2 separate regions of the Mus musculus genome follow, and region 1 is linked to region 2. Evidence: chromatin contacts called from public Hi-C data. All regions are on one chromosome and are shown on one strand. Each heading gives the region's core, a stretch centred on a gene start, on an enhancer-like site or on the middle of the called end of the contact. The rest is flanking DNA. Distances are from core to core; before and after follow the strand shown.

Region 1 (6,492 bases), core at 3,746-6,245, 2.1 Mb before region 2:
GGCCTCAAATCAGACCAATGACTCATTGCAATGAACATCTGCAAGTCAAGCTGTGTGGACAAACAGGTACACTGTGTGACACTCCGGGACACACACTGTAGCTTCCATGGTGAGATGTCTCGTTTTTGTTTTTATTTTTGTTTTGTTGGATGTTTTAGTTTTTAAATGTTGTGTTTTCTTTGGGGTACAGTTATTACCCCAAGGACAGCGAGATGAGCAAGATTGGGGTGCATGATGTGAAATTCACGAAGAATCAACAAAAAGTTAAAATAAACTAAACTGGTCTCAGAGGTTCTAGAGATTGCTCAGTGTTTGATATGGTCAAAGCCCGAATATGAATCCAAATCTGTGTCCATTTGCTAATTTTCTATACACTGTATCTGTCTCTTCCACGAATAAGAGCTATAAGCCCTGATTTTAAAACCTGTAAAATATGATTTATTTTAGACTGGTTTATAAGCCAGTGAGATGGCTCAGTGGATAAAGATTCTTGCTGCCAAGCCTGAGGACCTGAGTTCAATTCCTGAGACCGACATGGTGGAGAGCAACAACTTCCTCAGGCTGTCCTCTCTCTCCATGTGCCAAGGTCTGTGCACATATACACAGAATAAACATGTAAACTTTAAAAAAAATAACTGTGCGGTGGTGGTGCACACCTTTAATCCCAGCACTTAGGAAGCAGAGGCAGGCAGATCTCAAAAAAAAAAACCAAAAACCAAAAAACAAAAAAAAAAAAAACCCTAAAACAAAAAAAGTAAAAAACAAAACAACCTATAAAATATTGGAAAGTGTCTAAAAACAGATATTTGTATGAAATTGGAGAGAGAATCAAGGCCCCAAAAGCACAGGGAAAACCACCTGATCAACAGAGATCTGAAATGTCCCAACTGTCACTCTCAGTGGTCAGAGGACAGAAACAGCACTGGTGATATCTTGATGAAAATCTCCACATGAAGGGCAGTGAGGCAGGGGGGACACCCAAAAAGTTGCCATGGATACTTTCATCATCCCAAAGAGGAAACTTAAGAGACATTAACAAACCACTGGAGACGGCACGGACAGCTCGATTCATAGCTTTAAGATGATGAAGGCTGCTCAGCACTGGAGAGCCGCACCCCTGCCTTTTCCCCCAGGTACTTTTTCTCAGTACCTGCGACCTCAAGCTCTCCATAAGCAATTTCTATCACCCTTGTCCTTCCTTGGGCAAAGGCGACTGTTAGGATTTGAGTCTGAGATGTTTGAGTGTGAGCAGCTGGACTCCTGATAATGTGCAAGCTTTGGGTCACTGACCTGGCTAGCTGAAGGTGGTACCTGCTTTTGGCCCTGGTCCAGCCTACCTAGATCTAGATGTGAACAAGTCAATCTTCACGTTCCCAGAACCGCTATTACAACAGTTTCAGTAACCAATCCTTCCCTGCCCAGAGAGATAGTAACCTCTAAAGGGTGACTCAAAACAGACTGCTCCACCCTAAAGTGCCTCTTGTCGGTTATTCAGTCACAACACAAATAGAAGTGATAGAAATACCGATTCCACACTCCTCAACCAAAACACTTGGGACCAGGAGTGCTTCAGACTTCTGCAGATATTTGCAAGACATCTATCCAAAAACAACCTGAAATCTGAAACATTCCAGAGTCTGAAAGTTCCTGAGAACTATATCAGCATTCAAAAGTTTTGACTTTCAGAGCATTTGAGATTCAGATACTTCAGTCAGGCACTTCAGCTGCTGTGAGCTTGTGCTGTCTAGGAGCTAAAAGGACCCACGTTGTAGAATGCTCACTTGCAATAAAGAGGACAATGAACTTATGCTAATCAAAATTCTGCCTGAGCAATGGCACTTAGGGCAATAAGCAGATATTGCACAAATAATTTTAGGTAGTTCTCTACCTCATTGATTCAGAGATATGCCTTGGATAAATCTTAATGAATTTATAAGAATAAGGAACCAGAAAGCAGGTTATTAAATACGAGGTAATTATCTCATCAGGCAAGTTCCCTCTGTAAAGTATAAGCAGAATAAAAATGAGAGCAAATTATCTGGGAGACTACAATTCATGTATGTAACTAGCCTGGTACCAGATCTGGTGCCCCAGCCTTCCACTGTGGAGGATGTAACCTCTGATGTCCACTTGAGTTCAGTTACTAATGTGTGTGTGTATGTGTGTGTGTGCGTGTGTGTGTGTGTGTGTGTGTGTGTGTGTGTGTGTGTGTGTGTGTGTGAAGAGAAGGGTAGGTAGGGGTCCATTTAGCTTGTGCTAAACTAAGAATCAATGCTGCAACCACAGAGCCGTGGCTTTGCTAGTTCCTCAATTTAACATCTTAGCTTTTCCTTCCGGGGGAGGTAGGGCTGGCCATATTTGAGAAATGGCCTTTGTACATCTTGTAAATAGGACTGACATAGACCCGGGCTCTGAAGCTGAGGAAAACCTATTTTAACTCACTACCTGGGTCGCTTCCAACTTCTGTCCTCCCATTCACAGCTAAAGCATCCTTTCATTTGTAAAAAGTCTTTTTTACAATTATATCTGGCAATTACTGTATAATTGTAGGTGTATGTACTCAGGTGTACAAATTAATTTATTCCTGACTGTCAGTCACAGCACACTAAAAATGTGAAGGCCACTCGACTGAAGTCATTCTTAATGCCTAAGACTAAGAACTATTCCAAGATTTTAAAGGGAAAGATCATGTTGTGTGGGTCTGTACATTCACTGTACACACCAAATACAATCACATGCACAGGACAGAGCTCGTGTGGTGATGACAGAAGAGTCTCTAATAAAAGCCATCACACCATGGCTGCACTTCAGGGGAAGTTTCAACCATCTAAGCTCTACTTCAGATGTTAGACACGCACACACTATAGTTTGTTGTTTGTTCTAGGGCTTTCTCTGGATTCCAACCATTGATAGAGCACTCATTCAGTCTTCGAAAATTTAAAAAAAAAAATCACATACACGAGTGAATAAACCTGTTGTCAAATATGCCAGTATTCACCTGGTGGGATTGCGAAAAGCTCAATTCCAAGAGAGGGTGGGTGCATTAGCTGTTGTTATTATTAGGGTGATAACTGAAATTCTTCCTCACCGCCCCTCCCCCAATGGGGCTTGCAATATCTTACGAGATGGGGCCATTGTGAAACTGATGGGAAGACGAATGCAATGATGGAAATTGACACACAGAAAACAACAGGAAGAGTGAGTGGTGAAGACCGGAAGCTGAGTCAGAAGGAAGCTGAGGAAAACAGCAGGAGATGCCGTCCGTCCGTCTGTCTGTCTGGGAGCACCTCCACTTCAACAGCTAGAGCAAGATTCCCCTAGGTGATGGAGACCTGGTCAGGAGGCAGTGTCTCAGCACTTCAGAAAACCTTCAGTGTTTTGATGTTAGAAGTGCACTGTCATCTAGCAAAACAGGAACCCTTGCAGCTAGCAGAGTCGGCTGACAAATCAGTTATATATTTTGATGGACTCTAAATTCGACTTTTATTTTTGCGTTGCTCAGTACACGAACTGAGTCATCTTATTTCACTGGGTATCTGTGAAGTGGGAAACACCCCCCCTCCACCCCCCTATCAAAAAAAATTCCCGGGGAGAAAATTTACATTAATCTAAACAGTATCATCCTGCTATAACATCTACCATTAGTCATAAAGTCCAATGACTTTATAAAGCTTTTCAGCTCTTCTCAAACATGAGCTAAATGAGGAAATCTCTTAATTTTCTGATTTAGCTTTATTTTGAGATTTGATTGGTACATCCCCTATATGTGCAGAGGGGCCTGCAGTCCTCAGGTGAAAAAAAAAAAAAAAAAAGGAAAAGGCGACTTGAGAATTTTCTAAGAATACAGAGTGATTAAGTAATGTTCCTAACATGTGTACTTGCGTTCACTTCATAAACAAAGGCCTATCTGGGGAATTCAGCTTATGTAAGGATTGCTGGGTAGTATGCCTGTAACTGCATTTAAAATACAATGATGGACTGGTGTCATTTATTTCTGAAGTCTACAGTTACCGTATCATTTCTTATATTTCCCGAAGCCGTTGTCCATTTGGCGCTGTGAGGCTCAAATGAAGACTGGAGCCTTGGAAAAGGAGGGGAGCAAGCTCTGAGGACAATGACTGCCACGTGTCCCCTCAGAGCAGTCGCCACAAGGACTCAGGGAGCATGAAAGTAGGAAGTGAAATCGGAGGCCTTCCTGTTATGTAACGAATTCATTAAAAAAAAAAAAAAAAGTGACAACTATTCATTCCAGTCAATATCTTCAGCAGCCCTGTGCGCCGGCGGAGAGAGGGAACTCCGCTCTATATGTGCGACAGGACAGGGGGGAAAATATTAAGAAGATGCAACGCTGACCTGAAGGCAAAGCCTTAGGCAAACTTCAGTCAGTGGAGGAAGCAAGCTGAGGACCTGCCTTTCCAAGAGGCCCTTGAAAAGTCAGACAATTCAGGGGGAAGATCATTGAAGAAACAGCGAGAAAGAGTGAAACAGCATGGAACTTTCTGGTGGCTTGCGGTCTAGCGCGGCGCCCAGAACCAGAACGTGGGTTGGTAAGACGTGGGAGGGGGAGGGGAGAGGTTCAACAAGAAGGAAGTGGCATGAAAGAAGGCTGAGGAAGTGGGCTGAGGCAAATGCGTGAAGGCACCAAAAATTCTTAGCAAAACTGTTAATGAATCATCCCACCGTTACATGAAATGTGCCAAGGAACCTATTTATGAATATCAAACTCCTTTGGGGTGTCTGGCGATTTTTTTCCTTTCTCTGTCTTGAACACCTGTACACACACACTCTCTCTGTCTCTGCTCTCTCTCTTCTCCTTCACACACACACACACACACACACACACACACACACATTAGGCTTTTCGATGTGTCTCCAGGATGATAGCTTCTCCCAGCATGCTCCACGGAAGGCGGACCCTGCAGCCAGCACAGTCCCGGGGCACCCGAAATCCAGACCAACTCCTGCCCCACCCTGACCCTTGTGCCCTTGGACCTTAGGTAACTTCAGCTCACTCCCGATAGCTCAAGGCACTGGAGAGGATTCCAGGAAGTCATGTGGTTACACAAACTAAGCACTTAAAAGTAACCGCATTGGTGGCAGTCGGCTCTCCAGCTTTACACATTCCATATCCACAAACTCGATTAAGTTCAGATGAAACATTCTAAAAAAAAAGAGTTGGACGTGCACAGCCAGAATACACACTAACATTTTCCTTCTTACCACTCCGCCCCCCCCCTCCGCCCCCCAGGTCGATACAGTACAGGGTTCTACATTTGAGCGGCCTGAGCATGCGCATCTCTGAGGCCCTGCACAGGTCCCCTTCCTGTTCTAGTTTAAACACACGCGCGGGCCACCCTTCTCCAAACGGTTCTGAGGTAGAAGTATCAATCAGGTTAAAACACTGGGATCCTTTTTAATCTAACAGTCCTGACTGTTGCAAGGTACAACATACAAAGGAGACGAAGTTTAAAACACTCCTGCCAGACAGGGACTGCTAACGAAATGTCATCAGAGACCACTGCAAACTGCCACCGTAGAACCTGAGGTCCGGAAGAGCCCTCCCTCCCTCGTGCTGCTACCATGAGTAAGACGCTGTGCTCTGTAGGCAGGCATGGCAGGTGGATGCTTCAGCAAGCCAAACGTGGTTGGCACTAACTCTGCCATATTCAGTGTTATTCCTTCCCAAATGTAAGGGGGAAATGTTGACAAGCCTTCACAGCATTTTTTTTTAAATTACATTCTTATTACTATCTCTGATGAAAATCTTTGGAGTACGTTTTTTTTCCCCCTAGTATTTTCTGGACCTTAAGCCTCTCCTCCGGAGACCCCACTGTTTTTTGGGTTAGTTTTACTTTTTGCCTTGAAACCAGCCAGGCAGATGAGTACTGCAAGTAAAGAAAGATTAATGGCCAGACACCAAAACTTCCAGAAATTCACTCTTCATAGAAAAAAGTGGTGAATTCCATTTAAATTTAGCTATGCAGACATCCTTTTTTAAAAAGTTCATTTAATAGAAGCCAATTACAGTAAATTCTTGGTAAATTTGACCTCAAGGTGTGTGTTGACAAGTCATCACTTTTTTTTTCTTTTTCTTGTTTTGGTTTTTTGTTGTTGTTGTTGTTTGTTTGTTTGTTTGTCTTGCTTCTGATTTTGGTTTTAAGTTGTCCTGCTAGAGTGGTTTCCAACAGTTAGAAACACAGGTTTTCACCATGTGTGCAGGACAGTGTATATGTAACATCAGTCCTGGGCTTGACTGACAGTTCTAAATGAATACAAGCTGAGAGATGGTACAATACTTCGAGGCTATATGCTTCAGTCGCTTAAAAGAATTCCCTGTGTAGACAGGACCTTTCCTCCAAAATGTAGAGACATTCATTTGCATGGCCTTCAGCCTTAACAAATAATCCAGACAGCCCTACAAGAAGTAGCAGAAGCCAGCAACACAATTGCTCTTGTTTTTTGGAGACTGAATGGAGAAGACCTCTCATATTT
Region 2 (5,858 bases), core at 1,072-3,571:
TGAGGGAGCCCCACTGTGGTTTGAAGAATACAACTACTGTGATCAGGAAAAAGAAAAAAAAAGGCAGAAGAGAGAGGTCAAAGAGGTTATAGAAATAGCGTCAACAGCAACAGACAAGGCTTGCAAATAGAGAAAAAGCAGAGGCAGTTGACTGATAGGGGTGGAGGAGGGGCATCTGTTTATGACCCAAGAGAGGAAAGATGCTGGAGGCCAGCTCTGGAAGATGAGCTGGAAAAGGGCTTGTCTCCGGCTTCAGACACTTACAGACTATTGTGTTCCCTTACCTAAGGGTTTCCTGTGTGTCAGGCACTAGAAAGGTACCAACTGTGAAACAGGAAACGCTGATGCAGCGGGGTGGAAGCGAAGCTTGGGCAACGCAGGCCTGGTAGGCTTCCCTGAGACTCTCAGAGACCCCCCAGCATCCCAGCTTCCCAGAGACCCCCAGCATCTCAGTTTGCTTAGGAATCTGTTAAGATGCAGGGCCACAGTCCTTACTGCATCGCCAGGACTATGTACATGGTGGAAGTGCAGTATTCACTGAAGGAGTGTGCACGGTTCCTGTTGCTGTGTCAAAATAACTGGCAGAATCTCCTTAAGTAAGTAAGTGTTTACCACAGCTCAAAGTTTGAGGGTACCTGTCCTTCTCTCCGTGGTACCGTGGTGGGAGGAGCATGAGGCAGCCCCTCCCACATCGCTTCTGCAGTTAGGAAGCAAAGAGGAGAGAATTCCTGTCTCTCAGACCGCCTTCTCCTTTATTCAATCTGGGACCTGAGCCAATTAAACAGTACCACTCAGTGGGGCTGGGTCCTCCCTCTTCAGTCAACCTGTTCTGGAAACATCCTCATAGACATGTCTAGTGGTAGGTGGTTCTAAGTCCAGCTGAAATGACAATGAAGATTAATCACCACAGAGTGGACGAACGAGTAAATGAACAGACGGTAGATGGTCATATGAGGTGATCCATAAGAGAGAATTCAGATACATGGCATCGGTGGATTCTAGAACTACATAATGAGGCTGTGATTTAGCAACTACAATGGATTTATACACAAAGGTCTCTCAGCTAGAGATGCGTGTCATCATGGCTGGCTTACCAAAAGGGCACAGGCCTCTCCAGATGTGGCTCCCTGATTTTCGATTTGCAGCGCCCAGAACTGAAAAACCTAGATGAATCCTCTCTTTTCAAATCAAATTCATGGGTGTTCATACCAACAGAAAACAGCCTGAAGGGAGGAGGTTAGGGTGGAGTGACATGGAGTGAACACATGACTGGCCTTTGCTGATTCTGAAATGCAGGCAAGAAAACACACTATCTTCCAGGGCTTTCTGGCCCTGCAGACACCTTGATTTTAGCCTATGAACTCCAATATGCCCTCATTTCACAAAAGAGGACAAGAGCCCCAAGACTCACTCTGACTCTGCCCTAATTCATACAAGTTGGTGACCTATCTCAAATCCATCAGGACAGTGAAGACTAGGGGTTCATAAATGCAGCGTTCGGATTTGTGAAGTCTGGGCTGGGATCTGGCTCCCTGCTTTTCCAACGTGCTGGCAGACAAAGCCTGGAGCCCAGGGTTCAGATTCCTGCTTCCATCTTGGGATCTGACAATCTAGAAAAGCCAGGGACATCTGATGGGATTCCACAAGGAGGCAGTAGGGATCCAATGTGTGTAAGTCTTTGGAGAATGGGATTTATTGTCTCACAGGACAAGGCAAGATAATAAAGGCATAATTCTCTATGTTTCCTGTGAGGCAGATATCACCAAAATGGGATAGGTTTCTTGTGCTTCAGGCTGCCCTGTAACCTGCTCTGTATCCAGGTGGCCTTGAATTTATATTCCTGCTGTTTCAGCCTCCCAGGCTATGGAACGTCAGACCAGCACCATCATGGCCAGGCGGCTATGTGATTAATATTTGTAGCTGAAAAGGCATCTTAAACTTGCCAGCATATGTCTGCCATTGCATACAGCACAGAGATCAAAACACCATGGTTCTTTATTTTCAACTTTGAGAGAGAGAGAGAGAGAGAGAGAGAGAGAGAGAGAGAGAGAGAGAGAGAGAGATTAATGTGATTGTGGGAGAAAACATTAGTCTTTAATTTCAACCCCAAGTTTTATGTATTTCCTTTTAGAAAAAAATAATAATGCGCTTATCTTTGAGAAACGTCTCTGAAATCTTGACAATGCGGGGGCTCCTGGGTGACCCCGCCTCTCCTCTGGCCTCAAAACTCCTCCTTCGGGCGCTGCAAACTCAGAACCAGGATGCCGCCTGCCCACCAACTGCAGCTGTGGTTTCCTCAGTCTTTGTTTTGGAAAAAAAAATATGCTGCCCTACTTCTCTGTCCTTGTAGAACGTACATCTGTTTCTGGCTACCAGAGCCACCTGCAGGCTAAGAGTCTTCTGGTTTCATTTTTGAAGCAGCTCCCTGGCACGCAAGTGAGGAGTATCAGTGCTCAGACACATGACTGCAGGAAGGGAGCAAATGCTGGACTGTTCTCTGTGACTCTACCTTTTAAAAAGCTTTTCTCTGCTCCCATCTCCCCTTCCTTCTCCCTCTATCTGTCTTCCCTTCTCTCCCTCTTTCCCTCATCTCTCTCAATTTATTTTCATTTTAGACAGGGTTTCCTTTATGGCCCAGACTGGCCTTAAGCTTTCTTTTTGTAAAAAACAAAAAAAAAATTGGTTATTTTACTTATATACATTTCAAATGTTATCCCCCTTCCTGGTTTCCCCTCTGTAAACCCCCCTATCCCCTCCCCGTCCCCCTGTTTCTATGAGGGTGCTCACCCACCCACTCCCACTTCATCACCCTAGCATCCCCTTATGCTAGGGCATTAAGCCTGCACAGGACCAAGGGCTTCCCCTCCCATCGATGTAAGATAAGGCCTTCCTCTGCTACTTATGCAGCTGGAGCCATGAGCCCCATCATGTGTATTCTTTGGTTGGTGGTTTAGTCCCTGGGAGATCTTGGGGGCTGGGGGGGGTGTCTGGTTGGTTAATATTGTTGTTCTTCCTATGGGGCTGCAAACCCCTTCAGCTCCTTCAGTCCTTCCCCTAATCCTCCATTGGGGTCTCCGTGCTTAGTCTGATGGTTGGCTGCAAACATCTGCTCTGGCAGAGCCTCTCAGGAGACATCCTGCCCCAGCCTCCTAAGTGCTGAGATTATAGGCATTTATGCAACTATGTCTCTCTTGTAGTGGCTCAAATATGGTCCCCAGCCCCAACGGTGTTTATATAGAAGGGATTTTTAAAGTATTTTCTTTTCTTCATGTGTATGCATAGATGTGTGTGTGTGCGTGTGCGTGTGCGTGTGCGTGTGTGTGTGCGTGTGCGTGTGTGTGTGTGTGTGTGTGTGTGTGTGGCAGGTACAAGTTTATGTGCATGCATGCATGTGAAGACCAGAAAACCTGTCACGCTTCCACTAGTTCTCAGGCAGCTGCTCACCTTAGGTTTATTTTAAATTTTAAATTTTTTAAAATTTTTGCCGTTTTTGTTATTATTTTGTTTTGTTTTTGAGACAGGTTTCTCTGTATAGCTCTGGTTGTCCCGAAACTCATCTGTAGATCAGCCTGGCTTGGAACTCAGAGATCCACCTACCTCTGCCTTCCAAATGCTGGGATTAAGGGTGTGTGCCAACCATACCCAACTCACCTTATTTTGCTTTTGTTTCCTTTCTCTTTAAAAATGACATAAGGTCTCTCACTGGCCAGGAACTTAACAAGTCCTTCAGGCTGGCTAGCCAACAAACCCCTGGAATGTGTCCATTTCTTCCTTCCCATGGCTGGGATTAAACCCACACCATCATGCACTGGAGTTTTACGTGGGTCCTGGGGAGGGAGGTTGATTGAACTCAGATTCTCATGTTTGCAAGGCAAGCACTTTATCAACTGAACTATCTTTGCAGCCCTAAAGCATTTCTAAGATAACTTTTCTGCAAACTCCCTCAGCTCTGGTGTTTGCCTGTAAAGGTCATGATGATGCTGTTGGTAGACAACAAGTGGATGAGCTGTCTGGATCAGCGACAGCAGCACTGGGGTATCTTAGAAAGGACGAGGAAAACATTGTGCTAGGTTCTGCAGAGAAACTTCCCTTTGCTCCCAGTCAAGGTTCAGTGGCCATGCCTGAATGCTGGACCATTTGGCTTGAGGACTGTGGATGGTGGAAGAACTTAGTTAGCATTGTGGGTATCTTTTAGTTATTAGTCTGGGAGAGTGAAAAACCACAGCTCGGGTGTGAGACAGCCCTTGCTGGTGGTGCAACCATGTTCAGGACCCTGTACTTCTGAGTTTCTGCACCACAGTGTTCTGTCCCTATCTGTAAAATCTGAATAAAAATATCCGCCCTCAGGGCTGGTGAGATGGCTCAGTGGTTAAGAGCACTGACTGCTCTTCCGAAGGCCCTGAGTTCAAATCCCAGCAACCACATGGTGGCTCACAACCATCTGTAATGAGATCTGACTCCCTCTTCTGGTGTGTCTGAAGACAGCTATAGTGTAGATACATATAACAATAAATAAATTAAAAAAAGATATCCGCTCTCATGATTTCTGCGAAGACTGAAAGAAATAGTTCAATGGACACAAAGAAAGCCCCTAAAATATTCCTTCCTCCAAGAACTAGAGCAAGCAGGCTTTTCATGGCTAGCCTCCGTGGCTATGAGATATAGTATGTCTCACATTGGTTTGCCTATTGTTCTATTATCTGCCAGTAATGTTGACTTTATATTCTCCCAGTGACAGAAAAGGGCTACAAAATGCAAATTGTAGCAGTCCAATCATGTTGTAAGTTGCAGGATTTGTGCTTACGCACAAATATAGAAGAGGTGGCTGTGCTTAGCAAGACATAATCATCAGGCTCCAGAGATGGTTGGCTCAGGGGGAGTCCTAGTTAGGACTTCTGTTGCTGTGATGGAACACCATGGCTGAAAGCAAGCTGAGGAGGAAAGGGCTCATTTGGCTCCCACTTCTACATGGTACTCTCTGAAGGAAGTTAGGACAGGAGCTCAAACAGGTCAGGATTCTGTAGGCAGGAGCTGATGCAGAGGCCATGGAGGGATGCTGCTCATTGGATTGCTCCCCATGGCTTGCTAGGCCTGCTTTCATATAGAACACAGGACCACTAGCCCAGGAATGGCTCCACCTATAATAGACTGGGCCTTCCCCCATCAATCACCCATTTTAAAAAATGCCTTACCGTCAGATCCTATAGAGGCATTTTTTTTCAATTAAGGTTCTCTTCTTTCAGCTAACTCTGGTTTGTGTCAAGTTGACATGAAGCTAGCCCAGCACAGTGGGTAAAGCCCTTGCTATTCATGCTTGAGGACATGAGTTCAAATCCTTAGAACACGTGTAAACTAGACACTGAAGAATGTGTCTGTAATCCCATGTAATTCCATGGCAAGATAGACGCAGACACATGAGAATTCCTGAAAGCTTGTAGGCTGGCTAGTATGGTGTGTAGACAGTACTGTACAACAAAGATCCTGTCAGAAACAAGGAAGGCAATGAATGAAATCTGAGGTTGTCCTTGGGACCGCCACAGGTATTTACAGTGCGTGCGTGTGTGTGTGTATGTGTGTGTGTGTGTGTGTGTGTGTGTGTGTGTGTGTGTGTAATTATACACTTTTACTTCCTAAGCTTTCTTACAGCCCAAAAATAGATCTTAAAAGCTTACCTCACAAAAGTCTTTTATTGCCTTCACTTTGTTCCTGGGTACTGTTAAAGGAAGCTATTGAGAATAGGATAGTTTTCCTATTTTTTTTTTCTGAGCAAATTTGTTATTGGTATATAAAAAGCTGCTGATTTTTGTATATTGTTCTCATATCCCCCAACTTTATTGGATGTGTTTGTTAGCATTAGC

What was found. A called contact is a pair of places that touch in the nucleus more often than the background predicts.
Region 1: a Hi-C map of pre-B cells shows a contact between it and region 2, with 9 times the contacts expected there. The contact joins two enhancer-like sites.

What each region holds. Positions count from the first base shown.
Region 1 is chr14:75,177,529-75,184,020 of GRCm38.p6, reverse strand. All of the region lies in intron 2 of Lcp1 (lymphocyte cytosolic protein 1), which reads right to left. Among named protein-coding and RNA genes, the nearest start is that of Gm15628, 44 kb to the right of the region's middle. Within about 2 kb of position 4,995, at least 161 of the 459 cell types and tissues checked have an H3K27ac peak or open chromatin away from gene starts, as enhancers often do. A contact at or near this core is called in pre-B cells, where this site is marked.
Region 2 is chr14:73,113,609-73,119,466 of GRCm38.p6, reverse strand. No RefSeq gene overlaps it. Among named protein-coding and RNA genes, the nearest start is that of Gm35388, 14 kb to the right of the region's middle. Within about 2 kb of position 2,321, at least 152 of the 459 cell types and tissues checked have an H3K27ac peak or open chromatin away from gene starts, as enhancers often do. A contact at or near this core is called in pre-B cells, where this site is marked.